Regions from separate parts of the Sus scrofa genome. Here all the other regions are linked to region 2. Evidence: chromatin contacts called from public HiChIP or PLAC-seq and promoter capture Hi-C data. All regions are on one chromosome and are shown on one strand. Each heading gives the region's core, a stretch centred on a gene start, on an enhancer-like site or on the middle of the called end of the contact. The rest is flanking DNA. Distances are from core to core; before and after follow the strand shown.

Region 1 (4,931 bases), core at 1,032-3,531, 360 kb after region 2:
TGGATCCAGAAAAACAAACAGCCACAAAGCACGTTTGGGAGGCAGTGGGGGTGGAGGGGGGATGTGAGTGTGGACGTGGTGTTGGGTGATTTGCCTAATTTGTGTTGATTATCTTCACGTGGTGTTGGGTGATTTGCCTAATTTGTGTTGATTATCTTCGGTGTGGGCTTGTGTAGAAGAATGTCCTTGTCCTGGGAGAGGCACACGGAGGGGCTTGTGGGTGAAGTCATCACGGAGCCCCGCCTCACTTTTGGAGGGTTTGGCAAATGTGAGGGGTGGGGGGGCTGTGTCGTGGGAGAGAAAAAGAGACAGAGAAACAGAAGAAAAGGAAGAGGAGGAGGAGAGGTGGCATGGGTGCAGCAAGGTGTTAATAGTTGGTGGAGCTCCATGAGGCGTAGTCCTTCAACTATTCAGTGGGTTAGACTTTTTTTTTTTTTTTTTTTGTCTTTTTGCCATTTCTTGGGCTGCTCCTGCAGCATATAGAGGTTCCCAGCCTAGGGGTCGAATCAGAGCTGTAGCCACCAGCCTACACCAGAGCCACAGCAACACCGGATCCGTGTCTGCAACCTACACCACAGCTCACGGCAATGCCGGATCCTTAACCCACTGAGCAAGGCCAGGGATCGATCCCGCAACCTCATGGTTCCTAGTCGGATTCGTTAACCACTGAGCCACGACGGGAACTCCCATTTTTCAAAATTAAAAAAAAAAAAAAATGCAAATAATCGTAAAAAAAAGAAAAGCACCAAAAAGCCATACATTTTTACTGAACTCTCTAAGAGATATAAAGGCAGGACTTGCATAACAGAAAAATTTCCTCGACACCCATCCACCTCTCCAAGTCTCCTTTCTTAGGGAAGTTGCATCCCTCTTTCCGAAGGTCAGGTGCCTGGTGTGAATCTCACTCCGGCATTTACTTACTGTGTGGCTTTGGCCAAAGTGCTTAAACCTTCCTGTGCCTCCGTTTCCTCTTCTGTAAAATGGGGGAGGATATCGGTACCCACCTGCAGCGTCGTCATGGGGATTAGATGTCATCATAGCACCAGGGAGAACTCAGTAAATGACAAGAATAAGAGCTCAGTCAATGACACCATTGTCCACTGAGGCTGTCCATGGCCCTTTGGGGGAAGCTCAGTTAAGTGAGGGCCGGGCCCATGGTGGCTTCCTTGGCATCTCTGACTCCCCATCCCCATGGTGGGCAGCGGGACATCAGTGCGACTCAGATCCCTGGGATGATTGCTGTGACCACCAGGTGGCAGCACTTAATGGCAGTGGCTTCCAATGCAGGGGCTTCCCTGACCCAGCTTGAGGTCCTGCTTGCACCCACCATGGACCCTGTGTGAGGGAGAAATACATCTTTGTGGTTTTAAACCTCTTGGATGTAGAAGTTTTTTTTTTTTTTTTTCCCCAGTACCGCTTTATTTATTCCGACTGATAAAGCAGGGTTACCCTGTCCGCGGCTCAGGCTCCCTGGAATGTTCATCTTAGAAGGTCAGCCTTAACTGGAACTTTCCAGGCATCTCTGATTCCTAGCCAATGCCCTCAGTCCATTAGAAGCCTCCAGGCTCAGCTCTGCAGCTCCCAGCAGTCCCTCTGCCCCAGTCCAGGGCCACTGAAATATGATCACAGAGAGAGCTCCCAAGCCCCAAATATAGGCTCTTAGGAGCCCCATTTGCTGCAAGACATTTGGTCATTGTCTTAGTCTAGACATCAGAATTAAAATCTCTTATCAGCTCATATACTGGGGAAGTTGGGTCAGGCAGGATCAGGGCCAAAATTCCTCTGCCTCCAGCACAGCTGCTGCCGCTGCTACATCAGAGATGATGCTTATTGGAAGGGAAACCAGGGTTTGGGGGAGGAGCCCCAGATGGGGAGCCAGGAAGTCTGAGCTCCAGCCCTGGCTCTGCTTCTCCTGTGTGATCTCAGGGAGTCTCTTCCTTTCTTCGGGCCAAAGATTAAGTAGACGAGCCTCTTCCTACCTGAGGGCCTTTGTGCAGGTCATTCTTTTGCCTGAGAGCATTTACCCTCTCCTTCCCTCGCCTCCCAGTTAACTCTTGCTCAGCCATCACATCTGAGCCTGAAACACAGGGTCATTGTGCCCCATACATCCCGCTCACTGCCTTAGAGCACTCGCTTGTTGGCTTTAATTACTTTAATTAAAGTAATTACTTTAATTGCTCGTTCAGAGACCGTCTCCCCACTAGGCTCTGAGCTCTGTGACTCCATCAAGGTTTGGTGGAGGAATGAGTGATGTATGTGGATCTGACCTGTGAGAGTCCTCCTGGCAGTCTGGGCACGAAGGGATGGAAGGTGACGTTTCAAGGTGCCCAGCCCATCCCTCCCAGGAGCTGCAGGAGGGTCCCTCTCTTCCAGCTCCCTTTGGCAAGGGTTCAGCACAGCCAAAGTGAGTTGATCCTGTGCTGCCCCCTGGTGTCTGCCTCTAAGATAACAATCCCAGATCCTTGCTCTATGAAGGAAATTGGCAAGGCCCGGGGTTGGGGAGGAGGGGGAGGGGGGGCGAGCTTGCCTTGCCTTGTCTTGTTCATTCCTAACTGCAGCCTTGTGAGATGGGGGTTATTGTCGCCCATTTTAGGAATGAAGAAAGCCTGCATCTGTTCATTTATTTGGAAAATATTTATTGAGTACCTGTCGTTTGTCAGGCATTCTGCTAGGAGCCGATGTGTCAGAGGTGCTTTCTGCCTAGGAGCTTACATTTAGGTCTGTGCTGGGAAAGGAAGACAGTAAACAAATAAACACACAAAATTGTGTGCGTATGTACATGTGTATCCGTGCTTGTGCTTCCATATGTCTGTACACAATGCATGTATGTGTGTACGTGTGTGTGCTTACAGATGTGTCTTTGTATGTGGCCAGCACATTGGTGGCTCAGATGTTAAGTGACTTGTCCAAGGTCACAGAGATGCCGCTGGATTCGAACCCTTTTATGAGGATCACAGCTAATAGCTGCATAAGCCCTAATTCCATGTCACATGCCAAATTCAGTGCTCTGTACGTGTGTGTGTTAATGTGTTTTATCCTCACAGCAACCCTGTTGTTATCTCATTTCATAGCACAGAGAGACTAGACCACTTGGCTGATGTCACACAGAAGCTAAATGGTGGAACCAGGACTTGAACCCAGATGCCTTGGCTACAGAGCCCTTCTTTTTTTTTTTTTTTTTTTTTTTGTCTTTTGTCTTTTGTTGTTGTTGTTGTTGTTGCTATTTCTTGGGCCGCTCCCGCGGCATATGGAGGTTCCCAGGCTAGGGGTTGAATTGGAGCTGTAGCCACCGGCCTACACCAGAGCCACAGCAACGCGGGATCCTAGCCGCGTCTGCAACCTACACCACAGCTCACGGCAAAGCCGGATCGTTAACCCGCTGAGCAAGGCCAGGGATCGAACCCGCAACCTCATGGTTCCTAGTCAGATTCGTTAACCACTGCGCCACAATGGGAACTCCGAGCCCTTCTTCTTAACACTGTGATACACCAACTGTAGGAGTTTTGATATCCAGGGCTTCAATGATGGTGGCAGCAAACCCAGTGCCACCCTCTCCTGCCACCCCAGCCAGGAAGGATCAGAAGGGCCCATGCTGGCCAGTCCTCTGTCTCCAGACCATGCAAGATGGCTGAGTAGTCCTCTGTCCTATGACTTGGAGAGAGTGGGGAGGGGAGGGTGCCACAGAGGAGCAGGAGCTTGATAGGCTGGTCATGGGGGTGGAACCAACCCTGCTAGGTTGTGAGGTGAGCCCAAGTGCAGACAGGAAGGCTTCTTGGAGGAGAAGAGGGGTGGGCTGGGCCTAGAAAACGGAGCAGGACTCAGATGTACATTTCTAAGAGGGAGTGAGGTGAGCTGAGGCTTGAAGGGAGGAAGCATGCAGATGCCCATGGCTCTAAGCTTCAGGGCTTGCCCTCCAGGCCAACGAGCTGGACTGCTTGTGGGCTGGGGGCCCTGGAGGGGAAGGACATGGTCAGGGCTGGGATTTGGAAGAGCCTCTGGCTGCAAAGTGGAGGGTGGCCTGGGGGCAGTGAGACCTGGAGGTGGGGGCTGTTGCAGGGGTCCGGGTGAGAGAGGCAGGGACAGCCAGGGGACAGAGATGAAGGGCTCACAGAGGCTGAAGCCAAGGTGAGTTTTGGAGTCACCTGGCCTGTCCCCCTCCCCCCCACCTCTCTGGCTTCCATTCCTCCAATTTCCCCCTCCCTCACTCCACTCCTCGCTCTTGCTTTGTTAAAAGCTATTCTGACACTTGCTGAAACGGTAAAGACTTTATTCAAGTCTATTGCAATAGGGGAGAGAGACTGAGCCCAACTCTCGGGGCAGCAAAGACAGCCAGGGGCTTGGCAAGGAGCAGGGCAGGGGTCAGTGGAGACTTCACGGGTAGGGAGGTGCTTGCTAAATTGATCTAACAGGATTCTTGCTAAAGGCAGGCCAAGGACTGGGATATCAAGGGGTCGGGGGATTCTTGCTAGCCTGACCTAGCAGGATTCTTTGCTAGCACACATTCACAAATGTGACCAGGCATACACGCACATATGCACACGTAGACATACACACGTGTGCCTACACACATAAGCACTCATACACACACACCTCCACCAACCCCCATCCGTGCATATGTATATACACATCACATATGTTCACAACACACGCACCCCTGCCCACAGAGCACACAGGCATACACACAATGTATACACATATGTGCATGTGCTCACTCACGCATGCATGTACACACGCACCTATGACAGCCTGACTCTAACCCTCTCCTGCAGCCATGGCCACATGCTAGGGCCCCTTGGGTGTCTGTGGACTCACGGCCTGAACAGGTGACCCCCGCAGTGATCCTCTGCTGCCACCTTGTGGCCACTTCCTAGATAGCAGCACACAAGAGGCAGAGGCCTTTCCCTGGTTCCCGTCTCTAAAGAGCCCCCAGA
Region 2 (4,273 bases), core at 680-3,179:
TCCAACTAGGAACCATGAGGTTTCAGGTTCGATCCCTGGCCCCACTCAGTGGGTTGAGGATCCAGCATTGCTGTGATCTGTGGTATAGATTGCAGACTCGGCTCTACATGCCACTGCTGCAGCCCAATAAAGACAAAAGACAAAATAAATAAATAAATAAAATGAGGTATGTACAGTTCCCATCGTGGCGCAGTGGAAATGAATCTATCTGGGAACCATGAGGTTAAGGGTTCCATCCCTGGCCTCACTCAGAGGGTTGAGGATCCGGTGTTGTGGTGAGCTGTGGTACAGGCCGGCAGCTGTAGCTCTGATTAGACCCCTAGCCTGGGAACCTCCATATGCCGCAGGTGCGGCCCTAAAAAGCAAAAAAAAAGTATGTACAAACATAAATGATTATTACATGTTTCTAGGATGTAGCTAGGGACTGTGAAGTATACAAAAGATAAAATTTCCCCTCCTCCCATGAAGCCTGGGACTGAGACAAATGATATTATCAACACAAAACACTGACACATTACATTTCAAATTTTTTGGTACTAAATCAAATACGATTTTTTTTTTTTTTTTTTTTTGTCCTTTTAGGGCGCTCCCACAGCATATGGAAATTCCCAGGCTAGGGGTCTAATCAGAGCTGTGGCTGCCGGCCTACGCCAGGGCCACAGCAATGCCAGATCCGAGCCGCGTCTGCGACCTACACCACAGCTCACCCTAATGCCGGATCCTTAAGCTCCGGATCCAACTGAGCAAGGCCAGGGATCAAACCCACAACCTCTGGTTCCTAGTCGGATTCGTTTCTGCTGCGCCACGACAGGAACTCCCAAATCAAATAGGATCTTGATTCCAACGTAGACAAAGGCAAGAGGAAGCCAAAGTTCCAAGAGAATGCTTAAAAGAAAAAAACAACTGTGATACATTCTAACTTTCCCGCAAGCTGTAAAAAGCTCACCACTATGAAGAAGTATAGTGTAATGGGTAAAAGTGCTTGCTTTGGAGGCAAAGGGCAGAGACTCAAATTCTGTTGCCACTGATTTTGGACAATTAGCTTCGCCTTTCACTAGATCTTAGCTTCTTCCCTTGTATCTGTACTCAGGTGTTGTATGGATTGAATGACGTGATGCAGATAAGTGCCTGTAACGTACGTAACTTGGCATTTAGTAAACGCTCAAATATGTAGCCATTATTATTGTAACTGCCCTTGGAGAGGGTAGGAGGCTCTGTCCAGCTCGGGAAACAACAATAAATTTTGAAAAATCTCCACCCCCGATACGGGAGCAAAAACCTTGTCTTGTCGATCTCTGGTGCCCCAACACCCAGGGCAACACAGGGCTGTGCAGAGCTGCTTGCGCGCAGTTTACCTGACGCCTGACATTCTTCATCTCACTCCGAGTAATATAGACCAAACACAGGCCATGGCTCCTCCGCTGGCTCTTTATTTTACTCTGGCGCTAGAGGGCTCTTCGAGCTTATTCTTTCGCCACTGCCCAAATGCACCGAAAATCCACCCAGCTCAAAAGAAGCTGCCGAGAGAACTTCCCGACAGCGGAGGAAAGCACACTCCTTTCGCGGCTACAGGACCGCACTCCTGGGTCCGGGGCAAAGGTTTCCATGGCAACATGGTCCACCACTCTAGGAGGACTTAAAGCTCTTCGCAGGGCCGGGAGCGGCAGCAGACCCCGGAAGGTGCCGTTTCACTCCCGGAGTTCAGTCCGGAGGCGCGCGACTTGAAGCACCTACCTCTTTTCAGCCCTTTCCCGGAACCTCAGCGCCCACCCCGAATCTTCTGCTATGTCAACTGCACTACACCTCCCAGGTTGCTCTGAGTCTCTCTCCTCGCAGAACCTCGTCCTCCGCGTGCTCTTTTTAGAGGCTGTACGTGTCACAACGCTCAACGCACCCAGAGCCTTTCCTACTACGATTCCCATCATGCTCTACGGCGCCCAGGACGCGGCTTCGGCCCTCGGCCCACTTCCGGTCTGGACGTAATTCCGCTTTGTTAGGCGCGCGGTGGATGGTCTGGAACGTAGGGCTCGCCTCTTGCTGAAGCTTCGCGGCCTCGGAGCCCAGCATGGCTTCCTCGCGAGCCTCCTCCACGGTACGGATCTCGGCTCACTCTGGCAGGGCAGGGAGGGCGGAGGGGTGGGGGGTCCGTGCAGAACAGAGCCGTTAGGGAACGGGCGGTGGAGGACTGAGGAGGAAGGCTGCCAGACTCGGTCTGGTCTTAGAGAGCTGAGCAGCGTTTTTCTTTGAGTGACCGGAGTGTGTTTTAGGTCATTTTCATCTCTTACTACAACAACCCTAAAATGTAAATACCTCTTCCGTCTCGTTCAGAAACGGAGCTCTGAAAGGGAGTAGGGTTTTGGCCAAGATTTACGACAGTGTCAGTCTTGATTATAATGAGGCCTCCTAACTTCATATCTACTACCTCGCGTCTGAAAACGTTTGAATTGTATAGACCGGTAACTTTATAACTTGTTCCCCTTTATCATGGCGTTGGTTATTTCAGTTATTCTTGATATCTCCTGTGATGAGCAGTGGCCCTGAAAGTTTCATAAAACCCAAGAAGAGATTGCACCTCCAACCAAATGAAGTAAACATGTTCCAAAGCAAACCATTGATAGAAAAATCACAAGAGAAATTCACTAGTTTTATCTATCTCTTCCTATCTGCAAAACTTAAAGTGACTGAGAGACTGGAACACTCCCCCCTGCCCCACTCCATCAGGGAAGATACATCTTAATTGGTGTCCAACTTGTCTTTTTTGGGGGAGGGAATAGGATTGAAGCTCTGGATAAGCTTCATCCTCTGGGAAGCTAGCAAATTGCTGAGATTAAGCTTTAGGTTCATCCAGGTCTTTGATTTAACAGGCAACCAAAACTAAGGCACCTGATGACTTAGTCGCTCCTGTTGTGAAGAAACCACACATCTATTATGGAAGTTTGGAAGAAAAGGAGAGGGAACGGCTGGCCAAAGGAGAGTCTGGGATTTTGGGAAAAGAAGGACTTAAAGCAGGAATTGAAGCAGGGAATATTAACATAACCTCTGGTAAGATGCAAACTGTAGTCCATCTCTACTTTGGGTGCTCAAAATTTCTGTAATATTTACTTTCCTAAACGTAGATATCACAAGTATAGTGTCAGAAAACTTCGCATATTAAACTTGCATCTATTGGTGTTCCTATTGTGGCTCCCGGGTTACACGAACCCAACTTGTATCCAAGAGGATGCAGGTTGGATCCCTGACCTCATTCAAATGTGGATTAAAGGATCCACTGTTACTTTGAGCTGTGGTGTAGGTCTCAGACGTGGTTCAGATCCCAAGAGCCTGTGACTGTGTTGTAGGCTGGCAGCTGCAGCTCCAGTTTGACCCCTGGCCTGGGAACTTTCAAATGCCCCAAGTGCGGCCCTAACAAAGCAAAAAAACAAAAAAACAAACAAAAATTTGCATCTTTCGAAGGCCATACTTTCTGCCTACCCATTTAACATTACCCCAGAGCCTTTTTTCTTTTAACTTTTTTTTTTTTGTCTTTTTTGCCATTTCTTGGGCCACTCCCACGGCATATGGGAGGTTCCCAGGCTAGGGGTCTAATCGGAGCCGTAGCCGCCAGCCTATGCCAGAGCCACAGCAACTCGGGATCCAAGCTGCGTCTGCAACCTACACCACAGCTCACAGCAACGCCGGATCATTAACCCACTAAGCAAGGCCAGGGATCGAACCTGCAACCTCATGATTCCTAGTCAGATTCGTTAACCACTGCGCCACGACGGGAACTCCCAGAACCTTTTTTCTTAAAACCTTTTATACAGGTTTTCTTCCCTGAATTGTTAATAATTTTACTGGGAATTTATTCAGTGTGTGTTTGGATTCAGATTGATTCCACTTATCTTATGGATATCTAGGATAGTTCTGGCATTGGTTTGGAACTACCCTGGTTCATAATATTCTAACTTGTTCAGTTTTCCAATTATTTTTCACCCAAAATGAAATATCTCTTTCAATTAAAAGCAATAGCTGTTTTTATTTTGAAAGAGATTAGTTAGAAATGTGTGAGGTAGAAAAGCCTATAATCCTTATTAATTAGGTCTATATTATTCCAAGAATTTAATAAAGCTACAGAAATACAAGATTTTTTTCTATAAATGAAATCATGATAAATTATTTCGTAACCTGCATTTGTCATTCTGTTTACTGTTGAGGATATCTTTTGATGTCAGTAACTAGTGGTCCACTGTTTTTAAAATAAAATTATTCATATTTGTCATAAGAAATTCAAATC
Region 3 (4,618 bases), core at 520-3,019, 280 kb after region 2:
TGAGATGGAGGCAAACCCCAGTTCACCCCTTACCTCCACCAGCCCAGCCCAGCCCAGCCCAGCCCAGTGCAGGAAGTGGGTTTTGAGGGCAGATGCGGAGCGGGCATCTGTGGGGGATGTGATGAGTCATCTCAGTGAAAGCTGCAGGTTGATGCTGGGGTCAGTTGACCTGGCTCCACATTTAGCAGCTGTGTGACGTTGGGCAAGTCACTTCCAGCGCCTGCTGCCACCCCCAACCTCCATAGCAGGCAGGGGTCTAGAGCCTAGGGGACATAGCTGGGGTGAGCAGGCCTCTGCGTGTCATACCTGGCACCCTTTCCCAGCCTGTTCCGAGCCCTGCATTGGATTGGGAAGCGGATTTGATTAGATCCTAAACAACAGCTCCATTTAGAGGGCCTGGTTCATTTCCTGTGTGCTTCTAGCAGGCGAAACACGCACAGAATTAACCCTGGTCCAGCCACGCCAAGGAAGTGGCGGATGGGAGAGACACGCTCCCCGTGGAAGGGGAAGAGCCGCGGCGAGCGCTCTGGACCCAGGGCCCTGGGTGAGCAGGCTGGTCCCTGGGGTGCCTTGGCTGGGTGCTTCTCACCCTCACCTGTTGTAACAACTGCCTTTTTGGGTGTCCGAGGCTGCCTGCACTTCCTCCATCAGACCACTCACCACGTTCACTAAGGCCAGTTGTTCAGCCTCTGTTTTTCTGCTCAGCTGAGGGCAGGGATTGTGTCTGACTTGGTCTCTGCTGTCCCCACCCCTATCCCAGGGTCTAACTCAGTGCCTGGAGAATGAATGAGGGCATGTATGAAGCCAGTCCCAGCCCTCCGCCTGCCCTACGGCCTGCCCAGAGCAGTCATACCTAGGGCTCTGCATGGGTCATTCTGTCGCTCACAGGACGGTCCCACGGCCCGGCATTGGCGTCCCTTCTGTAACCTGGCTCTCCTCTTTATCTCCTGTCCTAATTCTCTCACTCGCCACCCTGTGTCCCAGGTTTCTGAGATTTCCTGTTTCAGAGGCTCCCTTCCCTTGAGGTACTGGCACCCCTGCTTTCCTAGGAACACAGGCCTGGCCAGACCTACTCAGAGGCACACACAAGCCCATCCAGGGGCTGGGGAGGGAACCAGTGAGCTCTGGTCTCATGTGGGTCGGGCCCAGGTGCAGGGCCTCTGGTGGCAGGGCTCATAGCCTGCTCCCCCTCCGTCTAGACCCCAAGGACCCGAGTGGTGGGGAGAGACCCTTGGCCAGGACACATGAGTTCTAAAACTGGATCTTCGGTAATTCCCTTAGGCTCTGGGACCTCAGATTCCCTATCTCTAAGACAAGGGGAGACTAATAATTGCTACCAGTTTATCAAATGCCTCTCTGGGGCTGGCCGTGAAGAGCACGAGCTTAGTCCTCTGAGTCTGGTGTGATAGCCCGGCTCTGTTCCACATAAGGAAGCAGACTCTCGGAATAGCCAGAGGCTTGTCCATCTTCTCACCCAGCTTGGAGCGGACACTGCTGGAATGAGAACCAAGTCGGAGCAGGGTGTCTGAGCAGGAAATGCTGGGCGCTCAGTGAGCTCTGGGTCCTGGGTGGTTTCTCAGGTACCCTGGGGCGGGGGCCCTCTGGGGACAGAGGCACTTCCCCTCCTAGCTTTGTTTGGTTTGGCCTTGGTTTAGGGCAGGATTGGCAGAGGCAGGCTGACTTGCATTTCTGGTTTTGGGTCTGTTGCTGCACTTTCCCCGAGGGGTGGGCGGGCTCTGGCCACAGTCACTGCTGGTACCTCCGCCCCCATGCCCCCAGGAAAGGGGAAATGCTGCTGCTTCCCTCTGAGGGCCCAGGGCCAGGCCCCGGGGCATGGGGGCACCATTTCTGTTTCTTTCATCTGTCTTTCCAGATGGGGGTTTCTGGCCAGGGGACTGGGCTGCTCTGGGCCTGAGATCTGAAGTGAGCTTGGATGAAGGAGCCAGAGGCCTGGCTCTAACCCCAGCCCAGCCCTGCGGGTACATGTACCTTTGGGCAAGTCCCTAGGTCACATCCAGGCTGGGCCCTCTGTCTTCCTGTCAGTTCAGTGGAGGGTCTCTCTGATCCCTTGGGAACAAACTAAGGTTCCCAGGTGAGATTCCTGGACTGGGGCTCCGGGTATCCCAATCGCCAACTTCCATTCAGGGGCTGACAGTTTGTTTCTAGGGGTGTGTGGGAAGATGGGCCACTGTTTGAGTTTGGGACCATAGCTGTAATCACCATGACTACTGCCACCATCGTTATCCCGTTTCAGAGCTTTTACTTTTTATAGTCACTCTCCTGGTGTGTCACTGGGTCACATTGGTCATCCCACGTCGTAGGTGGAGACCCTGAGGCCCAGAGGGTTCCATGACTGACTCTGTCTGGCGCTGCCATGTAATTCTAGCTTGGCCCCTGCTCCTCGCTGGCCCTCAGCCTCCGCACCTGTGCAGTGGGGATTTGGGCTTGCTGACGTTCTAGGGTCGGAGGCAGTAAAGTCTGAGGGGTTCCCGGGTGGAGTCATCATCCAGCTGCAGGCAGGATTTCAGGGCAGGAAGTCCTCGGGGCAAGTGGGCCCCTGTCATTGGCTGTCCTGGGAACCAGACCCTGGCCAAGTCCTCCTAAGGCATTCTCCAGAGGCGTCCCCTCCCGGCTCAACACCTCTCCCTGCTGCTCTGGGGGTGGCGGTGAGGTAGGGAGGGCTTTCACTTGACTGCTTCCAGGTGGTGGCTTTTGCCCACACTCCTTTCACATCCGCTCTGGTGCTCCCAGATGCCACGGTGACCCCAGCATATGTGTGTGGCACCCTGCAGCTGCCTTGAGCTTTGGCTGGGCTGTTTATTCCCAGATGTGAGGCCCGGCTGGCCAAGGGCTTACATAAGTTCCCAGCTGCAGGCGTAGCCTTTCAGTTTCTGGCAGCTGTGCAGTAGTGGATAGCGGTGGGCTCAGCTTCCTCATCTGTCACATGGACATGAGCGGTTTTTACCATAAGAGCTCTTAACCTATGCTCTGAAGGACTCACCCCTGAAGTTCTCTGCCCGTGTGCGTTTGTCCCCTTGGATCTGTGCAGTTCCCAGGAACGTGTGGCATCTTTCTCTTCATTGTTCTGGGTGTTATGGCCTCTTCGTGGCATCTGGGCTCTGCGTAGTTCCAGGTCCAGCATTTCAAGTCCTTGACTACGATGAGTGGCCTAGCCTAGCCCCGGCCTGGGACACCCCTGACTTTCTTGGAGCCCTGGTTTTCCTGTGAGAGCTTCTTCTCAGACTCCCCCGAGGGTATGCTTTTTCCCTGTGCAATGAATCTGCAGGAACCCAGCAAAACCTCCAAGGGTTCTGAGGGTGGTGTGAGAGGCAGGAAATGCTTCCTTTTTATATATGGAACTTCTCTGAGGTTCCTCCAAGCACAGTTTAAAAATCACTGGGTGGCAGATGTCCCCAGATGTTTTGGGGACATCTGTCTAGTCCAAGTGTGGACAGTATTTTGAGGTTCCAGGTTTTTTTGTTTGTTTTCTGAGGGCTGCACCCATGGCATATGGAAGATTCCAGGCTAGGGGTCCAATCTGAGCTGCAGCTGCCAGCCTACACCACAGCCACAGCAATGAGGGATCCGAGCCGCATCTACTACCTACACCACAGCTCATGGCAATACTGGATCCCCAACCCACTGAGTGAGGCCAGAGATTGAACCTGAGTCCTCGTGGATACTAGTGGGATTCGTTTCCACTGCGCCATATCAGGAACTCCTTGAGGTTCTAGTTTTATTCCAGTTTATTCGTTTCAAAAAGATCTAAACATTCAGATCAAGTTCTTACTTGGGTGTCTGGGTCCAGGATTCTCTCACTTAGTGATTGCTCTGGCTTGGGGTTTTGTTTGATTCTGGTGCGTGAAGGCAGAGGCCGTCTGGCTCCTCATTTATTCACAGAGGGGACTTGCTCACAGAGGGCCTGTGGCACTTCCCTTAGAAGGCCATCGGGGCAATTCCATAAGAGGGGTTTCACCTGCTGTGGCCCCTGGCAGATAATAGAGCAGGTAATGGTACCTTCTCCCCCTTCTCCCTTAATTGACCAACCACGTTTTTGATGGAGCAGAAGTTTCCAGCAAGGAAGTTAGGGTGGGAACCCATTTTCAGCTAAGCTAAGGGGCTTTCAGGCTTCCATCTGGTGCTTTGACTTTCACACTGTGGGGTGTGGGGTGCAGGCTGTGGGGTTTGGGCTGCTGCTTGAGTTTGTTTCAGCTTCTGAGACATTGGCTCGTGCACAGTAGCCTCCCCTTGTGAACCTTGCTCATTTCTCTTTATTTCACAGATGTTTAAGGCAGAGGCGGATGAGAAGAGGGAGATGCCCTTAGAGGAAGGGAAGAGGCTGGGTGCTGAGGACCCCCCACCCAGCAAGGACCCCTCTCCTGGCCAGGAGCCTCCTCCAGGACAAGACCTTCCACCCAAAAAGGACTCCTCCTCTGGCCAGGAACTTTCTGCTGGCCCAGAATCACTGTCCAGCAAAGACTCACCTTCCTGCAAAGAACCCCCTCCGGGCCAGGAACCCTCGCCAAGCAAGGACTCCCCACCGTGCCAGGAACCCCCTGCACCCCCAGCCCCTTCTCCGCACCAGGACCTTCCTGCTGGGCAAGAACCCTCTCCCGGG

What was found. Promoter capture Hi-C pulls out the DNA fragments that hold promoters and counts their contacts. HiChIP or PLAC-seq counts read pairs in DNA pulled down with a chosen protein or histone mark.
Region 1: a contact with region 2 is called in a promoter capture Hi-C map of fetal skeletal muscle, with 5 times the contacts expected there. The contact joins the enhancer-like site here to the promoter of CDC26 in region 2. A contact is called at or near these places in 3 of 5 promoter capture datasets (fetal liver, fetal skeletal muscle and liver), 9 of 47 Hi-C or Micro-C datasets (embryonic fibroblasts, heart right ventricle, mesenteric adipose tissue and 5 more) and 1 of 2 datasets of contacts at active chromatin or transcription factors (skeletal muscle).
Region 3: a contact with region 2 is called in an H3K27ac HiChIP or PLAC-seq map of alveolar macrophages. The contact joins the enhancer-like site here to the promoter of CDC26 in region 2. A contact is called at or near these places in 3 of 5 promoter capture datasets (fetal liver, fetal skeletal muscle and liver), 8 of 47 Hi-C or Micro-C datasets (brain, embryonic fibroblasts, heart right ventricle and 5 more) and 2 of 2 datasets of contacts at active chromatin or transcription factors (alveolar macrophages and skeletal muscle).

Annotation. Positions count from the first base shown.
Region 1 is chr1:254,268,585-254,273,515 of Sscrofa11.1, forward strand. No RefSeq gene overlaps it. Among named protein-coding and RNA genes, the nearest start is that of MIR378B, 140 kb to the left of the region's middle. Within about 2 kb of position 2,282, at least 38 of the 83 cell types and tissues checked have an H3K27ac peak or open chromatin away from gene starts, as enhancers often do. A contact at or near this core is called in embryonic fibroblasts, fetal skeletal muscle, liver and 4 more, where this site is marked.
Region 2 is chr1:253,904,730-253,909,002 of Sscrofa11.1, forward strand. CDC26 (anaphase-promoting complex subunit CDC26) reads right to left here and starts at 1,930. Exons shown (of 4, transcript XM_021067696.1): 1 at 1,735-1,930. PRPF4 (U4/U6 small nuclear ribonucleoprotein Prp4) reads left to right here and starts at 2,002. Exons shown (of 14, transcript XM_005660339.3): 1 at 2,002-2,092; 2 at 2,865-3,042.
Region 3 is chr1:254,188,927-254,193,544 of Sscrofa11.1, forward strand. It overlaps RGS3 (regulator of G-protein signaling 3), which reads left to right. Exons shown (of 24, transcript XM_003480580.4): 18 at 4,283-4,618. Among named protein-coding and RNA genes, the nearest start is that of MIR378B, 56 kb to the left of the region's middle. Within about 2 kb of position 1,770, at least 21 of the 83 cell types and tissues checked have an H3K27ac peak or open chromatin away from gene starts, as enhancers often do. A contact at or near this core is called in alveolar macrophages, retroperitoneal adipose tissue and skeletal muscle, where this site is marked.